Linked DNA regions of Sus scrofa: region 2 is linked to region 1. The links are chromatin contacts, called in public Hi-C maps. All regions are on one chromosome and are shown on one strand. Each heading gives the region's core, a stretch centred on a gene start, on an enhancer-like site or on the middle of the called end of the contact. The rest is flanking DNA. Distances are from core to core; before and after follow the strand shown.

Evidence for each region. Hi-C and Micro-C count contacts between places; a contact is called where the count stands out from the background.
Region 2: a contact with region 1 is called in a Hi-C map of brain, with 4 times the contacts expected there. The contact joins the promoter of EPC2 here to the promoter of KIF5C in region 1. A contact is called at or near these places in 2 of 47 Hi-C or Micro-C datasets (brain and skeletal muscle).

Annotation. Positions count from the first base shown.
Region 1 is chr15:3,357,486-3,364,203 of Sscrofa11.1, forward strand. It overlaps KIF5C (kinesin heavy chain), which reads right to left and starts at 3,985. Exons shown (of 26, transcript XM_003359416.4): 1 at 3,415-3,985. The coding sequence starts at 3,540.
Region 2 is chr15:3,522,263-3,528,980 of Sscrofa11.1, forward strand. EPC2 (enhancer of polycomb homolog 2) reads right to left here and starts at 3,961. Exons shown (of 13, transcript XM_021076083.1): 1 at 3,478-3,961. The coding sequence starts at 3,630.

The DNA.
Region 1 (6,718 bases), core at 2,735-5,234:
AAGGGGAAAAAATGACCCCAATTTCAGAAACAAAAAGAATTTCTAGGATTCTGACTTTGGACTCACAGTTAATGGCACAGAAATTCATTCTTCACTCATCTCTATGGGGAGTGAAAGTGGTTAACATTTCTGGATGTCTCTGGTCTTCTTTGGTCATCCCTGCAAGCAAGGAAGGGAGTGCCCACCTAAGGCAGTCTATACCGGCAACTGAGCCATGTGGGCTGCTTCCAAGTGAACTGGATTGGGAGCCACCGTACTCAGTGTACAAAGCGTATTACAGGCTGCCAAAACTGTCACTTCCTTTAGTCACACATTATTAATTAGAAATGGGAAGGGTCCTAGCACATGCTACCCCAAGTCCCAATACCCTTCAGCATCTGGCTGTCTACTGTTCTGTACCACTCCCACCAAAAGATGTGTAAAAGAACATTTGTAGCACTCTGCCTATATTAGCCCCAAAGTGAAACCTATCCAAACAGTTACTACCAACTGTTACTGGATTAAAAAACTGTGCTGTAGTCATTCATAAAGAGATACTAAAGAACAATGAGGATGAACAACCTGCACCTACATAGCACAACATGGATGAATTTGACAAGCATGATGTTGAGCCAAAGAATTCACACACAGACGTGAACATACTATATGGTTTTATGTATATATAGCTTTAAGAAAAGCAAAATTAACCCATGGCATTAGTTTTGTTTTTTGTCTTTTGGGGGCTGCACCCACAGCATATGGAGGTTCCCAGACTAGGGATCGAATCAGAGCTGTAGCTGCCAGCCTACACCACAGCCACAGCAACTTGGGATCTGAGCTGCATCTGCGACCTACACCACAGCTCACAGAAACCCAGATCCTTAACCCACTGAGTGAGGCCAGGGATTGAACGTTCGTCCTCATGGATGCTAGTCAGATTGTTTCCTCTGAGCCACGATGGGAACGCAACCTATGGCATTAGAATTCAGAAAAGTAATTACCCAGAGGCAGAGGGAATTCGTGACTGGGAGGGACATAGGGGGAATTCTGGGATCCTGAAGATGTCTGTTTCTAAGAAGGAGTTACAAGGGAGTGTTTACAAAGTATCATTAAGCTGTACACTTTAAAAAACAGTTTTCGATATGAATGCTTTATTTCAATAAAAAATTTATCTTAAAGAAAACGAAAACTGTTGTATTAAAGGATTACAATAATGTGATCAAAAATTTCAATGTACCGTTGAAGAGATATACACACAAACTTTAATATACTCATTTTCTACGGTGATTGTTTTACTTTATTCAGTCAATAATATATGCAGATGGGAAATAGCATGTATACTCATAGTAATGTCATTAAATTAAAGGATAATCCTAAAATTAAGGATCTATGTCTTGCACACAGATCAATGGGGTGATTTATCACTCCACTTCATTAGTCCTGGTATACCACTCTTAGGAGACAAAGACAGAGGAGAAAGAGGAAGAAGGAAAAGAAAAAGGAGGAGGAGGAAGAGGAGGAGAGAAGGAGAAAGAGAAGGAACTTCAGCTTTTCTTAAAACTTCTGAAAAAATAGGGTCACCAGAACATGTTCTCGTGCTGCACAATTATTTGTTAAAAAATTGTTACAAGACAAGGGGCAGGCTCTAGATGTCCTGTAACTCCCACTCTCCCTGAACCACAGCCTGGCTCAGGAAATGACAAATCAGACTGTAGGCTGACCCTAGCTTAGAAGTATAGCCCATCACTATCCCATGCCTGCCATTAAGTAAGAATTTTTGTCCTTATCAATAATTGTAGCCTCCATGTTTCTCTCAGTTTAACACTAAGCAGAGAGAAAATCCCACTTTCCTGACCTCACTGGTCAGTTCTCGGGGTGAATGACCATCCAGAGCATTTGGAGGTCACCGGTTTCCTGATGACTCTGAAAACAGGGAGGAGAGAAGAGGTCGCCAAGGGGCGCTGCCTTCCTAAGGAAGGTACAAAATGAAACCCTAAGGCCCGAGCCTTGCTTTGGTTCTCTTCTCCTGGAGAGCGCCTGCCTGCCGGTTCTGCTGGCACCTGCTAGTCCCCAGGGCCCTTCACAGGGACTGCGGCACAGCCTTGGCGGAGATACTGGGGCTGCTACGGCCAGCAAAAGTTGGCCTCTGGTCTTGAGAAGGGCCTGGCTTACTCGAGCAGAGACCCTAGGTAAATTGTCACCTGTCAATCATTTGACCTAAATACACCAGCCACTGGGGGAAAGGCAAGGGAGGGGGTTAGTCGGAGCATGCTCAGTAATCGGGATGACATCACTTAATCAATGCTGAGGCCGGGAAGGCTGCATCAGCAGCCTAGAGCAGGCTGCCAGGAACATGTCAGCGGGGATCGGGAGGCTCCCATTAACTCGGTACCTCCCCACGCGACTCGCATACAAAGAGGGCACATCAGCTACACACACTGGGGACAGCGGAGGGGGAAGGGCGGGGGAGGAGAGGGGAGGCTGGCTTATTTCATTTGACATACTCCTTTAAGAACTAAAAATCAATGGTATTCCATCCCCCCACCAGCAGTCCGGCTGCAGAAAGGAAGCCAAGTCTGGGGAGGTGAGGGGAGGAGGGGGAAGGGAAATATGGGAAGGGAGATCGAGAGGGAGGGGGCCCTATCCACACAAAGTAACTTATTCTTTGGGAACAGAGGCGATTTAGCTACGTTCAGGACCCCCAACCCCACGCCAAACAGCGCGAAGTGTACCCAAGGGTGTTCGGACCCCAGCTGGGGGCTGCCCCATTGGGGAAGAGTCAGACCCAAGGTCCAAGTAAGGGAAGCCTGGGTTGAGAGGGAGCAGGAGGAGACACACGAGGCCCCCCGGGGACACGAAAGCCACCAGTGTTCCCCTACCCCCGGCCTTCCGCGTGCAGAGCAAGGTGAAACACCGCGGGGTCCGAGTCTACACAGGGTGCGAGCTCCAAGCCTAGGATAGGATTTTTCCAGTACCTTTTTTCCCTCTTTTACTAAGATCTTGAGAAGAGGCAAAGTGTTCGAAAAATCGAACCGATGCCTGGAATCATTTGTGGTTTACACAGCTCATACTTGAAGGGGAACCTGGGCTGGAGGGTAACCTGAATACACTACCCACGCGGCGTGGCCAGGGCGGGAAACAATAGGCCCACCCGGGCCCCCACCCCAATAACAATGGCGGCGCGGAACCCTTCCTCGCCCCCCACCCCCACCTCCGCTGCCTGGGGCCCGCCCTGCAGCCCCCAGTTGACCCTCCACCCAGCGAGGAGGAAACTACAGGGTGGGATTGGGTGGGGAGGTCTCTCGTCAAGTCCACCCTAGAGGGCAGCAGGGATGTCCGAAGGGGCGGCCTGAGCATCTCTGCCTGGTCTGGGGTGTCGGGGCGCTGAGCTGCGGCGTGAAGCAGCAGAGGAGGCCAGACATCCCGACCACTTACCCCGATCACCACGGTCTCATCGCCTTTAAATTTGGGGATGAATTTGTCCCCGCGAAGGATCTCTGCTTCGTTAAGTGGCCGGAACCGGCACATCACTTTGATGCTGCATTCGGCTGGATCCGCCATCTCGGCCCGCGGCAGGGAGGGAGCGCGGGGATGGGTGGGGGGGCCGGGGTTCCGCACAACGAGGGACGCGGTCGAGAACCGCACCTCCCGCAACAAGGCCGCCTCCTGCAGCCTCCGACAAAGCTTCTCAGCAGGTCATCGCGAACGCGGCGGGCTGGGCAGCTGTGGCCGCTCCGAGACCTCGTAGGTGAGCAACCTCTCAACCTTCGGCCCGGCCAGCTGCAGATCTGCCTTTCCTGGCGCTGCCCTGGCCCTGCGCTGCAAACCCAGGCCCACCTGCCCGCGACCACGCGGCGGGCGGACCAGGCGATGCGCTGGGAGCGAGCCTCTCCCGGCTCAGACCTCCCGGGCTCCTGCGAGCTCAGCCATCCTGCATCAGCACCAGCACGCTCTGTCGCCTCCCCGGCCCGCCCCTTCGCCCCGCCCTCCCCGGGCGGCCCCTGGGCGGTGACGTCACTGCGGAGATCCGCCAGACCCTCGCCCCGGCTCCTGAGAGAGGGGTATCCTGGGACTTGTAGTCGTTACACAGGCAGGTGGAAGGACTAAGATTTCCGGATTTGGCGTTTAAGCAGCAGTGGTGTCCCAGGTGCCACTTCCGAGAGCTTGCAGGTCTTGACTGGCAGCCCAAGTCAAGAACAGGGTGGATGTCACAGCCAATATTCCTGGTTTAAATCTCTATAAATTACCAGGTCTATATCATCTCTACATCTTTTCATGATCCCAAAGGAGAACGCCCTCTTAAGACAGTGTCCAAACAAACAGTATGGAGCTTTTTCTCTGTGCTCAACAGTTTTTAAAGGTTGTGAAGAAATCGGGGGGAAATGAGATTTCCATGAATATTTGAAGCCAGTAATTTCTGAAAATGCCTGCACATAGATAACAGTTCATACATATTTTGGACCAGGTGCTCATTTACTATCTGATGAACGTTTTACATTATAAAAAAAAGACAAACCTATACACACTTACAGATTTTTCATGCTTTTTCACAGGGTTTGGGGATAACTGACAGCTGCCTGTAACTCAGGTTAAGAACCTCTTTTTTTTTTTTTTTTTTTTGTCTTTTGTCTTTTTGTCTTGTTGTTGTTGCTCTTTCTTGGGCCGCTCCCGCGGCATATGGAGGTTCCCAGGCTAGGGGTTGAATCGGAGCTGTAGCCACCGGCCTACGCCAGAGCCACAGCAACGCAGGATCCGAGCCGCGTCTGCAACCTACACCACAGCTCACGGCAACGCCGGATCATTAACCCACTGAGCAAGGGCAGGGACCGAACCCGCAACCTCATGGTTCCTAGTCGGATTCGTTAACCACTGCGCCACGACGGGAACTCCCAAGAACCTCTTAATTACTACCAATTATAGTGCAGTTTACAGAACCACTGCCCAATACTTCCTTATAATCCTGTAGAATGAACATAATATATATAGGACCAGGTTCAAAGTACTTTGCAAAATACATCCAGACCCCATGATCAGAATTCTGTCTACTTATTAGCCTCATCTCTTGCCATTTCTTGTCTTGATGTTTACACTCTGACAAACATCAAAATATTGGTGGCTTCCTCCATTTAAATTTACTCTTGCCCTGCTTTCTTCTGATACTTTAAGGATTTACTCTCCTGGAGTCACCCATTAATGACTATTATTATTAGGTATGGATTTTAGGGCTCTTGTGGTGGAGAGTGATAAAAATTCAATAGGAGACACTGAGGCAAAAAGAGAGCTTATCAAAAGAAGGCAGATTGATCTTGTTCCCGTCGTGGCTCAGTGGAAACAAATCTGACTAGGAACCATGAGGTTGTGGGTTCGATCCCTGGCCTCGCTCAGTGGGTGAAGTATCCGGTGTTGCTGTGAGCTGTGGTGTAGGTCGCAGACACGGCTTGGATCTGGTGTTGCAGTGGCTGTGGCGTAAGCCAGCAGCTGCAGCTCCAATTAGACCCCTAGCCTGGGAACCTCCATATGCCGTGGATGCAGGCCTGAAAAGACAAAAGGCGAAAAAAAAGACAAAAAAGAAATAATGGAGTTCCCTGGTGGGCTAGCCATTAAGGATTCGGTGTTGTCACTGCTGTGGCTCAGGTTTGATCCCTGCCCTGGGAAGTTCCACAGGTGTAGCAAAACAAACAAACAAACAAAAAAAATTAAAAATCAAGCCAAGGAAGACATAGGCTACCAAGACTTTCTCTTTACCTCTTTTTTTTTTTTTAAATTGGCTTCACTCTTTCTCACTCTACATCATCCCTCCACATGTCAAGAAACTCAGCTGCCAATAGCCCCTGTGATTTATTCTTCAATTTCTACCCTTAGATAAGGAGAGATGTTTGTGAAACTTTGGGTTTGAAAATTTGGTTTGAAAAAATCCTAGGGAAAGTTTATGATTGGCCCGGAGTTAAGTTGTTGTCTACCCCTAGACCACTCAATCAAAATCAAGGACTTTGTAAAATCACAAAGGAATCTCATGGTGGGAAGCTTCCCAAAAGAAGAGGGATGTCAGTTCCAGAAAAGCATGTTGTAGAGCTGGCAGCACCATTAGGGTCCACCCTCTCCTTCCTGTGCTACCTTTTCCCCTAGGACTCAGCTCAACTCTCCCTCCTTATGAAGCCTTCCCTGACTCATAAACATTGACAGAAATTAGGTGGTCCTCCTTGTGGTTCTCATCATCTCTGTCCCTCTCATTCCCTGCATCTCCATGGACAGTGTTATCTGCCTCATCTTTATGTCTCTAGATTTTAGGACAAACAAGCAGCATAAGGAACCCAACCTAGGAGGACGCTCTACTTGAGTGAGAAACCTGGCTCTCTTATTAGCTGTAGGACCCATGGCAAGGAATTTATTTCCTTAAGCCTCTTTCCTCATCTCTATTATTTTTTTTATTTTTTATTTTTTTGTGTGTATGTGTGTGTATTTTTGCCATTTCTTGGGCTGCTCCCTCGGCATATGGAGGTTCCCAGGCTAGGGGTCGAATCAGAGCTGTAGCTGCCGGCCTACACCAGAGCCACAGCAACTCGGGATCGGAGCCGCATCTGCAACATACACCACAGCTCACAGCAATGCTGGATCCTTAACCCACAGAGCAAGGCCAGGGATCAAACCGGCAACCTCATGTTTCCTAGTCGGATTCGTTAACCACTGAGCCACGACGGGAACTCCCATCTCTATCATTTTTGAGTAATGATATCATCTT
Region 2 (6,718 bases), core at 2,711-5,210, 160 kb after region 1:
TTGTAATGATGTTTCCATGGACTTACACATTTGTCAAAACTCATCAACCTTAGCTTTAAATAGCTATGTTTTATTAAATTATACCCCCCAAAAGTTTATTTTAAAGATAATTAAATAATATATGTACAGTTTCAGCACAGTACATATGGTTCAAGAGGTATTAAGAAAATGGTAGATACTATTAAAATCATCAAACACCACCACACAACACTCCTGGGGAGGTGGCAGTATCACCAGTCACCTAACCTTTTGGTTGTTTAGATTCTAAGCAAATCTAAATTTACAGTATCTGATCTAGACCAAGGGCCAGGAGGAATACCACAGAAACCAAATTAGGCAAAGACAATGAAAATAAGGAATGCGAAGAAAAGTATGCCTGTACGTCCAAAAGAGATGAACTGAGAGAATGATACAAACAGCAATGACAGAGTGCTCCAGTGCCAAGAACACCTAGATTACCTCACCTAGACATTATCAAAACATAACACAAAACTGAGTTAATGACTACATTAACAAGGTCTAATGATAGTCCAACAGATACACAAAGACAGTCCTTAATTTTATGGAGGTGAAGGTGGGGGGGGGGGAATCTATGAAGCCATTAAAGTCAAAGGATTCCGCCACCCAAATAAGAAGTCATACTGTGGACAATTCAGAAATGCAAAGCCATAGGCCAGAAGCTACAGCACCAATTCGAGCCCTAGCCTGGGAACCTCCATATGCCGCAGGTGTGGCCCTAAAAAGCCAAAAAAAGAAATGCTAAGCAAAAATTACAAATCCATAAATTGTTGTTTTTTTAAACAAGTTATGTGATTAAAAAGAATATACTTTTTAAAGGGAATTAGAATATTTTGATAACAGAAGTCAAAGTGAAACACAAGTGAAACATTAATTAAATTTATATTTTACTGCTGCTCAGAACTGTTTTATCAAGACAGAATATATATACATTTATATAGCGAACAAATAATTATGTTTAATAACATAAGTCCTATAAATAAAACCAGAACAACTAAATCAGCTGTTACTCAGGAAAGCACAAGTCTTTTGATCTTCACGTTAATTTAAAAAAGAAAAAAGAACTGGACAAGGTGGCCAAGTGGTTAAGGCAATGGACTGCTAAAAAAGAAAAGGAAAAAACGCCCCATCTGGACATTCTGGAGGCAAAAGACTCTAGACTATAAATACTGCCAGGGTTTGTTTAGTTTTAGATTGACTTTTAAGAACCTTCACTTGCAACATTAAAGACATGGAAAGGACAGGACAAAAAGTCAGAAAGCCTGAGTTTTAACTCTAGTTCTATCAGAATTTGGATTTCTTCCTAAAATTGGGCAGGTGAAGCAGGCTCCTGAAAATAATGCAAATCAGCACTCATGCTCTAGACTGAAAAGGTTAATAATACAGAATTATAAAGGGGAAGCATTTATTTTTATTGCATCATTTAAAAAGTAACTAAACCACAAGTTTTCTTACTAAATTAAGATAAAATGCCAAGACATACCTAAGGGCCTAAAACAATACATAAGTACATAGCTGATCACTGTCTGCAGAAAGTAATATGCATTCACAGGAGTTCCCATCATCGCTCAGTGGTTAATGAATACGACTAGGAACCATGAGGTTGCCGGTTCAATCCATGGCCTCGCTCAGTGGGTTGAGGATCCCACATTGGCGGGAGCTTGGTGTAGGTCACAGACGCATCTCAGATCCCCTGTTGCTGTGGCTCTGGCATAGGCCGGCAGCTACAGCTCCAATTAGACCCCTAGCCTGGGAACCTCCATATGCGGCAGGAGAGGCCCTAGAAAAAGGCAAAAAAAAAAAAAAAAAAAAAAAAAAAAAAAAGTAATATATATTTCAGGGGCTAACTATTCATTCTAGAATAAGGTTTTTAATTCAAGTTCTTCCCAAACCCAAGTAATAGGATCCAAGTAACTACATACAGTATTGATACTTCGAGACTCATTTGCCACTTTTTCTTTCAGGGACATATTAACAGAAATACAACTTCGTGGAATCCAAAGCTGTGTTTTTTAAAGTTCAATTAACTTAATTCTCGAACGTGCTATAACTTCCTTATTTTAATTATCTTTTTCATGGAAAACTGACCTAAGCTAGAAATAAATTTTATTTAAAAACAAAAAGAATTTCCACATATGATTTAGCTCTAAAATCTTCAGCATAAATGTTGGGTTTTCATTTTGTTTATTTTTTAAGTTGAATATTCATTTGACACTGAGAACATATTCCTTTTCTACGGAAAGTGCAAGGCTTTCAAGTAATCAAACATTAACGAAGAATGTGGTTAAATCACAGCAGAAGTAGTAATAACAGGGTAATATAATGAGGTCACAACTGGAGCAACCAATCAAAGGCATTAAAGCATTTCCTGCAATATTAATAGTCATAAGAGAAAACCAATCACAGAAACCTTGGGCCTTCTTTTGACAGTCACAGAAGCAAGAGAACCAATCCACGCACACCCGAGGTTGACAATAAGGCGGGACCACAGGTTCATTGAAGAAATTCTTGAGGGTGCAGTTACTATGAACTTCGCACACAAGTAGCACCACTCGAGTCATAAACACTGTCAAGCCAGAGGAAATTCAACCATATCCAAAATTTAACGCATCAGGGAGAAAAAACATTTTTGCCCCAAATTGCTGCTATTAATAAAAATGCAGCTGTCAATATGGATGCAATAGGTCCTCAACTTCTAAAACACCCCCCCATGGCAATTTTTCAGGGACGCGGGGCGAGGACTGTGGAGCATCGGCAGCTAGTTGCCTAACATCGCCAGTCCCTTTCTAAAGCCTCACACTAAGCAGGCACCGTCCGGGCTAGGCAGGCAGAACCGACTCGCTCTGGGCCCGGAGCTAGCCGGTCAGCGGCTTCTAACGTTACATCCTCCTAGTGGTCGTGGCCCTCAGCCTCCCCGGCCGCAGTGCTGCACCACCTCAATCCTGCTGCACCAACGCGGGCCGGGGTGCGAGAATTACCTTGCTAAGAGGAAGACGATGTTTTGAAAGCGTTTTACTTTCCACAAGTCATTTCAAAAAGAACCCAATGCAAGGCTGAATCCAAAAGTGGGGGAAAAACGTTGCCTAGCCAAAGCATCCCCTGCGGATTAAATAATCCCACTCCAGGGGGACAAAAAAGGTAAACAGAGGCCGTACGTCAAGTGCGGCCAGAACATCCCCTGCGCCATTCCGGGCCGCCGCTTACGGCAAGGCCCCCTTACGGCAGCGTAAGCGGCGCTGCGAGCTAATCACAACACTGGGACGCAACAACATGGCGGCCGCGGGCGGGCGCTGCGCCGGCCGAGAGGGTTTACGCTACTCCGCCGGCGTAAGGTCCCAAGCGTTGGAGCGGCAGCGGCGCCCTCCAGCGAGCGTAAAGCGCTCTGTGAATGGCGAGGCCCGACTGACAAAGGGGAGGGGGGAGGAGGGAAGGGGGGGTAATAAACACTCGAGTCCCTACCGATTCCTCCTCCTTCTCCATCCCGGTGGGCATCTGGGGCACGGCCCGGTTGATGGAGACGCAGTCGTTGAGATCAGGCATGTCCTTGCCGCGGTAGATAGGCAGCGGTTTGGCGGCGTCCAGCGCCCGCGCTCGGAAGGAGAGTTTACTCATTGTCTCCCCGCCTTACAGGAACAGCCCGGGCGGCGGCGGCGGGGCGGGCGGGGAGGGGGGGAGGACTCCCGCCGCCTCCTCCACCACCTTCCTCAGTGCAGCGCGGCCGGCCCGCTCCTCCTCCTCCTCCTCACTGCCCCCGGCCACAGCATGGGCGCCCACCCCGCCCGAAAACAGCCCCCCGCCGCCCGCGGCCGCTTCCACACACTAGATCCGCCGCTCGCCCGCCCGATCCGCTCCCTGCGCCATGGCCAACATGGCGGACATTACCACAGCGGCGGCGAGCGATCCCGGCAGCCCGCGCGAGAGCGCGCCCCCGCCGCGGGAACGCGCCTCGCCCTCTCCCTCCCTCCCTCCTTCCCCTCCCTCGCCTGCCCACCCACTCTCTCCGCGGCGCTGCCGGCCCGCGGGAGCGTGCTCAGCCTCGGGCCGCTCCGGGTAGGGGGGCGGCAGCGGCCCTCTGCTCCGCTGCCGGCGCTCTAGCCGTGTGGCAGGTGTCAGGTGCGCAAGTTAACCCGCGCCCCCGAGCGTGCGCCTCTGCCTCCGCGGCCCCGACACCCAGCTAGTTGGGTGCCCCGGAGGACGGCGCCGGGCAAAACACAGCCGCGCTGAGCAGCCCGTGTGTGCAGAAGTCTGTGAGCGGGAAAGGGAAGATGTCAACCGAGCCACAGCTGCCCCACTGAGCCTGTACTTACACAGCACTTACCTCCACAGCGCCAGCTAATTCTCATCCTCCAAATCGCGCATCCCTGGGAGGTGCGAAAGGTCCATTCCTTCCGTCCGCTCCGAGGGGCGCAGACCTGTCGGGTCTCGTCTGCCCCGAGAACGCCTCCGCAATCCCGGCCCTCTTCCCGCATCTTTTTTTTTTTTTTTTTTTTTGGTACCTGGCCGAAAGAGCTCTCCAAGGTAAGGCATCCTCGCTTTCGCTGAGAGGATGCTAATGGCAGCAGTGAGGGTTAATGTTTGAGGCTGCCAGATGCAACAAGTGCACTTGAACCTGTCACCAAAACTTCAGAGTTATTTAATGGATGATATTTCTGATTTCAAAAATATTAAGCTTATAATTTTTAACCAAGGCAGAGAACATTTCCAGAGTGATAGATCCGTGTAAAATATTGGATGCTGTGGAAGATGCCAAGAGGTTTGAGGAAAAGTTCCTGTCCTCGTGCAGCTTTCACTTTGATGGGATGACAGAACGGTTAAAAAGATGAGTAACAGTAAGAGATGTAAATAGTTGAAGAACAGGGCAACTGAAAAGTAAATGACAGCCAAAAGAAAAAAAGTTTATAACTTGAAGAAAACTACATAGGCAATGACACAAGGCAGTAGAACATGCTTAATTACCAAATGAGTCATACAGGCCATAGTTGCCATGAGAGTTCAGAGAAAGGAGACTACTTTAGCCTGAACCGGTTAGAGAAAGTTCTAAAGAGGAGGTAAAATCCAGTTGACTCAAATTTATTTGGCAGCGATTGTTGATATCAACTTCATTTAGCCAAGAGTTCCTTAGTTAGACTTTAAGCATCACAGTTTTCCTACAAAAATCCCTGGGAAGAGTATAACACATTTTGTCATTTTCTAATAATCGATCAATGTTTTGCCTAGCTCAGAGAAAAGTAGATAGTTTGATCACATCTAGAAGAGAGAAAGAGAGAAAAAAAAAAAAGCCTATTCCTACAGTCATTTCTATAGAACCTCAAAGCTCCATCTTTTCCTCCACCACATTCTCCTTTTTACCAACTTCTTCCCCTCTTTTTCCTCCCTGTCCTTCTCCCTTTTCTCTCCACTTCCCCCTCTGAAGGCAGAATGTACATGTGGATTTCATGGCAGTGTCTAAATAGTTTAAGCTCTTGCTTGGGTCCAGCAAGGATTCAGGCATTGATTAGCGGAGCTTGAGCATTTTCCATCCACTTTGTTGTTAGAAACAGTGGAGGTACTGTGAGTCACTTCTTGTAAGAAACACCTTCCTCAAGCTTATGGGCATGTCTTGATCCAAGTTCTACCCCCTGGAATGGGTCCAGTTCTCTGCAAGGAAGACCAAGATGTTGTTGGGAGGGGGTCAGCCCTTGATTCAAGCCTAAGAGGGGTGGAGGCAAGTAATGGCTGAAGAATTGAGTCATCCAGGACTTGTATCTGGCACTTCTTAGGTTCAAAAAGAATAGCTTTCTTCGATTCCCCACACTTATCACTACTGTCTCCTAAGAGGAGGAATATTGAGTATCTCTAATACCAGCCATTCTAGGGTACCTTATATCTATTATCTTAATTAATTGAATTTTTAATTGAATCCCACTTAAATTCTCATTATAGCCCTATGAAAAGATGTTACAATTGTATGAATAAGGAAACTGGCTCAGATCATTTGCCAAGTTTCAACACTAATAACTTGCAGAGATGGGTTCAAATCTAGGTCTAGCCTGACTCCAAAGCTCTTGTTTTCTCAGCAATGCCACCCTGCTATCCAAGCTCTTTGGTTTATTGACCATTCAGCATTCTAAAGTTGCTGATCCAAATTAGTGAGACCTTCCAACCAATGTCTAATAGAGTGCATAACCTAGAGCCAAAGGATACGATAGGCTCAAGGAGGGTAGGAACATCTACTCTGTTAACCACTCTATCTCCACTTCTGTGCCTCAGGCATAGCTGGCACCTAAGATATATTTGTTGACCGATATTCCTTGAAGAAATTCAGTGATACTGACCCCATTCTACTCCACCTTTGGAGTTCACATATCATATTGGCCTGTGACCTGACCTAGCCATTGCTGACAATATTTGCTCTTATGGCCTAACTGGCTCTTTAGCGTCCTACCTTTGAGCCTAGGAATTTTAGAACCAATTAAAGCAATTCAAAAAACTTTTTTGAAACCTGAAATGCTATTACAGGAATTGATTTCTGCTGTAGTAGTTATTCTTTTTCTGTGACCATGTAACAGATTTCTTCCCCAAATCTCCATTTTCCTCCTGCCCTATAGGCAATGATTATAGAGCTGGGAATAAAACAGTTTGAGGCAAATAACACAATACACTTTTCAAGTGATATACAGCCTGTGTTTTCTTGGCTTCGGATTCAGTGCCTAAACCAGAA